Linked DNA regions of Zea mays: region 1 is linked to region 2. Evidence: chromatin contacts called from public Hi-C data. All regions are on one chromosome and are shown on one strand. The core of a region is the stretch at or near the end of the contact, and the rest is flanking DNA. Distances in the headings are between cores, read along the strand shown.

What was found. Hi-C and Micro-C count contacts between places; a contact is called where the count stands out from the background.
Region 1: a contact with region 2 is called in a Hi-C map of ear, with 2.5 times the contacts expected there. The contact joins the promoter of LOC542743 here to the promoter of LOC100501808 in region 2. A contact is called at or near these places in 2 of 25 Hi-C or Micro-C datasets (ear and tassel).

Annotation. Positions count from the first base shown.
Region 1 is chr3:229,360,656-229,365,239 of Zm-B73-REFERENCE-NAM-5.0, forward strand. It overlaps LOC542743 (etched 1), which reads right to left and starts at 2,852. Exons shown (of 4, transcript NM_001322848.1): 1 at 2,624-2,852; 2 at 2,461-2,548; 3 at 1,662-1,790; 4 at 1,240-1,516. The coding sequence starts at 2,784. The coding sequence ends at 1,394. It overlaps LOC103651583 (iron-sulfur cluster co-chaperone protein HscB homolog), which reads right to left. Exons shown (of 6, transcript XM_008677242.3): 4 at 4,260-4,325; 5 at 3,897-3,965; 6 at 3,372-3,794. The coding sequence ends at 3,657. It overlaps LOC100273892, which reads left to right. Exons shown (of 2, transcript NM_001353584.1): 1 at 1-156; 2 at 240-939. The coding sequence ends at 617.
Region 2 is chr3:228,704,879-228,709,136 of Zm-B73-REFERENCE-NAM-5.0, forward strand. LOC100501808 (Aspartyl protease family protein 2) reads right to left here and starts at 2,710. Exons shown (of 1, transcript NM_001196463.2): 1 at 877-2,710. The coding sequence starts at 2,688. The coding sequence ends at 1,231.

The DNA of each region.
Region 1 (4,584 bases), core at 1,602-4,101, 660 kb after region 2:
GAGGTCAACTGGAACTCCACGCTCCGGAGGTTGCTCATCGGGATGACCAACCGCTCCATCCTCGTCATCGAGGACATCGACTGCTCGCTCGATCTGCAACAACGTGCAGACGAAGCTCAGGATGCTGGTACCAAATCCAATCCTTCAGAGGACAAGGTAACAACAAACAAACCCTGCCCCCCTGTCGTTTCGTTCCTTTACGTACCTAATTAACTTTCTCTCGCGGTGCTCACCTGCAGGTGACACTCTCTGGGCTGCTCAACTTCGTGGACGGCCTCTGGTCAACAAGCGGAGAGGAGAGGATCATCATCTTCACGACCAACTACAAGGAGCGGCTCGACCCGGCGCTGCTTCGGCCCGGCAGGATGGACATGCACATCCACATGGGGTACTGCTGCCCAGAGTCGTTCAGGATCCTGGCCTCCAACTACCACTCCATCACCGACCACGACACGTACCCTGAGATAGAAGCCCTGATCACGGAGGTGATGGTGACCCCAGCAGAGGTCGCTGAAGTGCTCATGAGGAATGAAGACACCGACGTCGCGCTTGAGGGCCTCATCCAGTTCCTCAATGGGAAGAAAGACCACGCCAAGGATGATAGTCGTCAAGGTTAAAATGTGGACCATGTGAGACCAAAGGGGACGAGAAAGAGATGACGACGAAAAAAGAAAAAAAAAACATGTCCCGGTCGTCGATCAAAATCTCAATGATGCCAGAGTAGCGTGGATATCAAATATCAGCACCATATCAGTAGCGCCAGTATAACCTGCCGACAATGTATGGTTTTCATATTTTAATAAGATATCATTTTTTTTTGGAACAGCAGTGTAATCTGGTGCTATGATCATTCGATGTCTTCTTAAAACCAAACTAACCAATTGTATCATATAAATAGGTATTAAGATATTTATTCAAATATAATTATTGTTTATTTCTAAACACCAAATTATGTGTGGTTTGGTGGTTAGTCCTAAATTTCTAGAGCAACGAAGCGTGAGTTCAAGTGTTTGTTCTGCACTATTTTTGCGTGGTGTGGTGGCTGCGCGCGGATGCTGGGGGTCCACAATTAAGTAGCTGAGAGAACGCTGTGTGGGCGCTGGGCCCACAGGGAACGGTGCCTAGGGCGGGATGCCTGAGGCAGGTCCAGAGTATCAACGTAGAGGGTGAAGTCGTGGTAGCACTAGGTGCTTATATTAGGTTCTTAATAGAGTAGTATATAAATATCACGTTGTAAGAAGTACAATGTAGGCCCTGCTGTATTCAGAATTTCAGATGAGTATGTGCAACAACTTTAAAAAGTGCCATTTTTATGCTATACAAATAACCAATGTTGTCAAAAACCTACAGAGTACAGGGCGTTTTGCATACCAACACCGCTTCTCACAGCAGATCAATCTTCAGAACTGGTGTCCACCGCATTTTCTCCTTGTAGCTCGTTTTCTTCTCGTAGATCATACTCAACAACTAGCCCAAGATTATCAACAAACTTATGGTACACCTGGCACCCTGCACACTGTTTTGTGCAGTGTATGTTAGAACATAAATTTACGGCATGTGTCGTCAAACATATGAATGTGGGCTTTTCTCATACAGCGGACCAAAATAAACAAAGCTGCAGTAGGTCTGGATTTTGCATTTACATGGAAAGAAGTGTTTACCTGAAGAAAAACTGTGCCTCTTTCATAGGCTACTCTGTTTATCAAGCGCTTGGTCCTTTCGCCACATGCGTTGCATGTAAATTGAACAAGCAAGCTTCTTCTAGGAAGCTTTATATCAATAGCGGCTTCCTGAAACATCACACGAATAACATGTACATTAAGGAGATTCCGGCCTATAAACTAGTGTGCAGTTTGCCGCTTCAGTAATCAATCTACCAGCAAAGTTGAGCACTTGTTATTCATTTCTGAACCTAGTTTGTTCCTCAATCAGCAAGCAATCTGTTATGTTGTCTTTCATGCAATAAACCGCTGAATTATATAATATCATTTCTTTTTCATATGCTCACATATGTATGCGATCAACCTGCCAAATTTACAAAAAGTGATGTTCTCTGAATGCCATAATCTGCAAGACACACAAGCAACGAAAGACCTACAAGAAATGCACACAAAGTACAATCTCAGGAAAGAACTAGCAATTTCAAATGAACAACGTACGCCAGTCATACAATGGACAAAGCAGATGTGTGGTGCTAGAAAACCACAAATATTCTGACTATATGAATCATTAAAGTTGAATCTCGTCAGTTATCCAATTTCAGGGTTAATAATAAACAGTGGTCCAAAAGCCCAAGCAATTACTGTTTCCCCGTTGCTGGTGGCTACCCAATCCAAATCATTCCCTATATAATCGCATTCACTGAATGATTCCAGGCAACACGGAGCACATCCATAACCCAAATCAATTCACCCTGACAATCTGGAAACATCATAGAGAAGAAAGATAGAGAGCGCTGACCGTTGGCGACGGCGCCGCGTCCGAATTGGCCTCGCCGGAGGAGGAAGCGGAGACAATGAGCCTCCTTGGACGGTTCGAAACTCTCAGCCTGCACGAAGAGAGACGAGCTTAGACACCCGCGAACCGAGACGAGCCGGTACGAACGAGCTAGAACGGAGCGCACCGTGGTGCCAGCGCCCTGAGCTTCGAGGAGGAGGCGACAAGGGAAGCGCGAGGAGGAGGAGGAGGAGGAGTCTCCCGGCGGGTCGAGAGAATCCGCGGCAACAACGCGAAGGGCGGAATCCCCGCCCAGCAGCAGCCGTACCCGGCGGCCGTTGTCGTCATAGCCGCTTTGCCTGTCAGACAACGAGAACCGAGGGGAAAGGAAGAGCGAGGGTTAACTTAGTAACTGGGCTGTCCACCGTAGCCCAGGAAAGGCCCGTTTAACACCCCTCCCCGCAGCCGCTTCAGGCCGTCCAGCGTCACGGTCCCGGCGGCGATGGTTCTTGTGCTCTCGCTGCTTCTGCTATGGTGGTAATGAATATAACGAGATAGTTCCTTAAATAAGGTTGTTTGTTTCAGAGTCAGATGTTAAGATAAGATTTATCTCAATATTGTCCCCAGGCCTGTTCTTAGCTATCTCGCAAACAAACACATCCTCGAACCCGACGGTATCTGAGTCTGTCCCTCTCATCGTACATTATTGTCATCAACGGCCTTTTGATCCGGGTAGAACATCCTCACATAACATGCATCACATCCACGTAACCAGCAATGGTACATTCCAACAAACCCACAAGCCACAGCAGAATACAAGGGTTTGCGCTCTATAAATATATGGCATCAAAGCCTTAATCTGAATCCCTATCTACTCTTTTAGTTTTGTTTTATTGGAAAGCCAAGGATGCATTTGGAATTGTGGGAAGTATAAGTAAAAAAAAATTACCTGCGGTGCACCAGCCATGGATACATTTGGAATTTAGCATTACAACGTATGGTCTTGTGTAGTCATATATATTACTGTTGCAATGTAGCTACAGTAACATATTCCAATGTAGTCATATAATACATTGCAACGTATAAGTAAAAAAAATGACCTACTCTGTACTATGTTACTGTTGCAATGTAGCTGCGTGAGCACAGGGGGATCTGCAAGGAACCGTACGAAAAGACACAAGCCTCACCACCTTTGGCAGCTGTAACAGAAGATCAGAGGCTCAGAGCTTCTTCACTGTTTCTTCCACTGCACGTTCATAGTACCTCATTCTCTGTGTGGCTTCCACCGCACGGTCAAAATCCTTCCTGTCAAATGCCTCCTGGAAGGAATCGGACCAGGTTTCGAGCTTTGCCTTAATCTGGAAAAGGGAACACAAGGCTATGAGACCAGAAACCATTGCGACGCAATCATGCTCCCTGGTTATGTTATGGCACGTGTAGCTTTATTCAGAGATCAGAACCTGAGATTGGATCTTCTCCAGGGTTTGAGAATCACTGGCATCACTGACAGCTTCCCGTATCTCCATCATCTGCAAGCGATTTGTTATTGATTTATGGAGAACATTGTCATCTTCATTTCGTGTAAGTTAATGGAATAAGATGTACATAAATAAACCGTTTGTGTTGTTGTATTCATCTCAATTCAGAGTTCATTCATTTTAATGTACTTTACATAGGATGTTTAACACATTGAATGTGTGTTCCAAACTTCCAATTGTTGCAATGTTATTCACAGTTATCAAAAGATACATGAAATGAGAAGGATGGTTATATTTACTGCATGCCAGCACGTGTATTCCAATTTCCAAGATGAATGAAATTACCTCCATAAGAAGTTCTGGATCATTGATAGTCTTTTCTTCATCCACATGTATACCCTCGAGTTTCAACTGCCAAAAAAAAGTTAGTACAGATGAGATGCTTCCAAAGATGAGTAAAATGATTGTGATTATTCATAGTGGAGAAACTTCCAACAGAGAAAATTAAAGGATGTAAGTACCACATCACTACAATCAATACACCCAGCACAAAGTTGTGATTACTTGTTACTCCGTATTTCTTTTCATGTACACATAGGTGAAGACTGAAGAGTCAACCAGACAACTTTGAAATACATTAAAACAAGATGAATCTAGGCATACATGTTTC
Region 2 (4,258 bases), core at 1,460-3,959:
AGTAAATTAGTTAATAGTTATGTATTTATCTGTTAGCTAGCTAATTTCACTAATAATTTTTAGCCAACTAACTATTAGTTTTAGTGCATTCAAACACCCCCTAAATAAAGCCTTCGTATCCGGGACGTGTGTATAGGCATGCTGGGCCTAGATATGGCAGCCACAAATTACTCCAGCAGGACAAAGAAAGTCTGCCGGAGCACCGGACGGTAGGCTTCCTGTTCTAGACACGGGAGTGTGGCAGCAGTGCAACGGCAGGACTCAGGAGCGTACCATACTTTACTACAGTACTCCTAAAGATTAGTATCGGGGTAGGTGGCAGGCGGGCAGGGGCCTCGCCGGACAGCGACACGCGCAGCCTCTGCGGCGCGGTCTCCGAGGCTGCCGGACGGTACGGCAAAGCAAAGTCGCGCACCAACGTTCCTCCACGGCTCCACCCAACACAGTTCGGCGCTTGGCAGTCTCTCCAGTCTCCACCCCGGCACGGGACGGGTGGTGGAGCGGCGGCCCGTGCCCATCCGGGTTTCGAGCAAATAAAATAAAAGACCCCCACCTCTCAGTCACGCAAGCCACGAGGGTCCACAGGAGAGCACGGGAAGCAAGCAGGCGGCGGGGGCCACATCCAGGCGTGCCGTGCAGTTGCGCCCCGCACTGGCAAAGGCAAATATCTTCACCTCACTGGACCGTTAGAAAACTTCCAAGTGACGCGGTGTGCACTCGCTGTGCATCTATCTAATCTACCTGCTGCTCTCTCGCTCTCGCAGCGCAGCCCGCACCCGACGCATAGCCCCCCAACTCAAAACCCCCTGCGCGTGGGTACTTTGGCTGGGGTTTTAACCACGCAGCATGTCCAGCAGCACAAAGCCAACATTTTTTAAAGTTAAAAGCGCCGCTTTTTTTATAACCCCAACACTTTTGACAGTGCCTTTTACAGCCATTCATCGACCAACCGCCTGCTGCTGCTGATATCTTCCCTCCTCTCGCGCATCCAACCAAACTACTACACAGCACTGTCAGAGAGACACAAGACAACTCTGACAAGTGCCCAGTGCCCGCGTTTTTTTTAACAGCACAGCATCCAAGGCCAAGCAAAGCAAACCCACAAGCCACCGCATCCATTAATTATGACTAACAAGGCGGCTCACTTGATTACCAGCTAATCACTCGCTAATTAATTCTCTCTCTCCTCGCTCGAGAGAGGACGGGTTCACCACTCCGGCCTGGGGGCTCTCAGCAGCCTTTGGGCGCGAACCCCACGCGCTGGCCGTCGCCGTCGAACACCACGCGGAACCCCTGCTGCTGGATGTTGCCGATGATGGACACGCCGCCGTCGGTGCCCGCGAACGCGAAGCAGAAGGTGCCCCTGGAGTCCACGGGGATGAGGTAGTTCTCGGGGGGCAGTGCGGCCTCGGCGCCGCCCGCGAAGTGCATCGACACGGTCGGCACCTTCACCACCCTGCGCCCGCCCAGGTCGTAGCACGTGTCGAACAGCGAGAACCCGCCGGGGGAGAGCCGGAGCCCCCCCGCCGCGGCGGCGCGGAACGCGTCGCGGAGCGCGGAGTAGGACGCGCGGGCGAGGCGGGTCACGGAGGTGCCCGAGTCCACGATCACGCCGCCGCGGCCCGTGGACGGGTCCAGCCGGAGGTCCGACTCGGCCACGCCCGGGACGCGCGCGCCGCCCACGCTGATGCCCACCAGCTGCACGTAGTAGAACGTCTCCATGCGCGGGTTGCGGACCATCGGGGTGAAGGACGCCGACGACGCGCCGACGGAGCCCGCCCCGAAGCTGACGGTGGAGGACCGGTGGGAGCCCGGCGCGGCGCCCGCGCCGGAGGAGGTGCGGTCGACGAGGCAGTAGGAGAAGCTCCGGCCGTAGCGGCGGGAGATCTGGGTCGGGAACGACAGCCCGCCGCGCCCGAGCCCCAGCAGCCCCGCCGCGGCCACGAACAGGCCCTCGTTGTCGTGGCCGCACCCGAGCGCCACGCGCGCCACGCGGGCGCCTCCCGCGAAGGTGAGCGTCTCGGTCACGAAGTCGCCCGCGGTCACCGAGCCGTCGCCGTAGGCCACCTGGTACATGCACGCCCCGCGCCGCAGGTCGCAGCCCCCCGAGTCCAGCCTGCGGCACAGCGCCGCGCCGCAGCCCACGGCGCCGTACGAGCTCGAGCGCCGCGGGTCGAACACCGGGCCCGACTGCTCGTAGCACCGCCGGCACGGCGCGCACTGCACCCACACCACGTCGCTGCCGGTGTCCAGCACCATCAGCGCCTGCGTGGCCGGCGTGCCCACCCCGATCTTGGTGAAGTACTCCCCGCTCCCCTGCGCCAGCCCCGAGACCACCGGCGCCGCGACGCCCTTTCTCCCGTTGCCACCGCCGGCGCCGGCCGCCTCCGAGATCCGCGCCGCCCTACGCTTGTCCCGCTGCAGACGGTGCTTCAGCAGCTCGCCCGCGGTGGCGTTCACCGCGAAGGTGTCCCGGTGGACCACGCGGAAGTGCACGGCCGAGTCTGACGCCGCGGCCGCCTCCTCCGCGACGGCAAGGCTGCCGCCGAAGACATCCTCGTCCGCGTCCAAGGACGGAGCGGTGTACAAGTGGGGAGACAGCGGGGTGGCTACAAAGCTGTGGTACTCCACGGCCTTGACGACATTGGAAGCGGCAACCAGAAGGAGCAGCGCGGCGAGGGTCGTCATGGCTAGCAAGTGGAGTGTACTGGCAGAGGGAGTTGGTGGCAAGGCATATATGAAGGGAGGAGGGGGATTAATTAAATGGAGACGGTGAGCGGCGCTGCGGTGGGCTGGTGCTAGGACTACCAGTGGTGATTATACTCGGCTAGCCCTAGCAGTTAATTGAGGTGCATCTGCGGAGGATGTTTCGGTGCCGTGCCGCTTGCATCGGGGCGACGCGGAATAAATGTTGGCTGCGGGCGGGTGGAAACTGGCTCTGGTCTGGATACGATATGACCCGCTCCTGCTGCAGACGCGTTGCCGTGCCGACGGTGCCGTGTGACTCGTATTGGCTGTGCTTCAAACTCAGCACCATCAACGTGTGATTCAGTTCGGTCATCTTTTTTCCTAAAATAAAATTCTCGAACAAATCTTCTTCTGCAGATCGTTTGCCGGTCCGCCTGCTAAGACTATTCGCAGCGATTTCTCCTAAATTTTTCTCCCATGTATCACTTTTTTATGTCACATCATCAACAGTCCATCACTACTTTTTTATCTCCCGCAGCGGTTCACCCTAAACACTTCTCCTATACCCCACTTTTTTGACGAAGGGGCAGAGCCCCATATTTCATTAAAAAATAGGATGAGTCATTACAAACCAAAACGATGAGCTACAACCCATCGACAAAAGAGCACCTAGTGATGCTAAACCCTTCACACTATCGCATTAAACAAGCAAGGATCAGTCTCCACTAATCATCTATCCAGACGAAACCATAGTTTTTAAGCAAAGCTTATTACAACGGATGAAAATAAAAGTGCAGCTACGAAGCTAACAAGCCAGAGTTAACTAGTTCACCAAAAGGATAACCTAGAGATTGAGCGACAGCCAACCACATAAAATGCGCCAAAATCACCCTTCATCTAGAAATGCGGCGATCTATCGGGCACCACCCAAACGACCAACACATCACTTCACTTGCTATCTTTCCGATTAGCCGGCTTCCTTGGACCACCATCTATTTTTCCTTCTCTCTCTGACGAATAGCCCAAGAATCTAGCCAAAAGCAACAGAGAAATATTATGTTAGCAGGATCAAGGAGAATTTTATCAAAAAAACCAATCATTTCTGGTTCTCCAAATAGCCCAAAAAATAGCTCCACCCCCAAATATCATTAAATTGGAGATTCTGTCTTTAGATTTGTTCAGCCATCTGTCACAAAGATCCCCAATGCTTTTTGGAATGAAATCAAGATTTAAGGCAATTTGAATCACTCTCCATACAAATCTAGCAATGAAACATTTAAAGAACAAATGTTCAATCGATTCTAGACCTCCACAAAAACAGCATTCACTAGAGCCATGTCAATTTCTTTTTTTCAGATTGTCTTTTGTAAGAATTTTATTTCTTACCAACAGCCAGATGAAGACTTTGATTTTTTTTGTGGTAACTTAGATTTCCACAAGAACCTGTAAGGAACAGCCGCCTGATCAATCGAATTTTTCTTATATAAAGAATTAACAGTAAAACCTTTGTTACCCATACACCATCTCACTCTGTCCTCTTGAACTGACAAATTATATTGAGCATATAAAT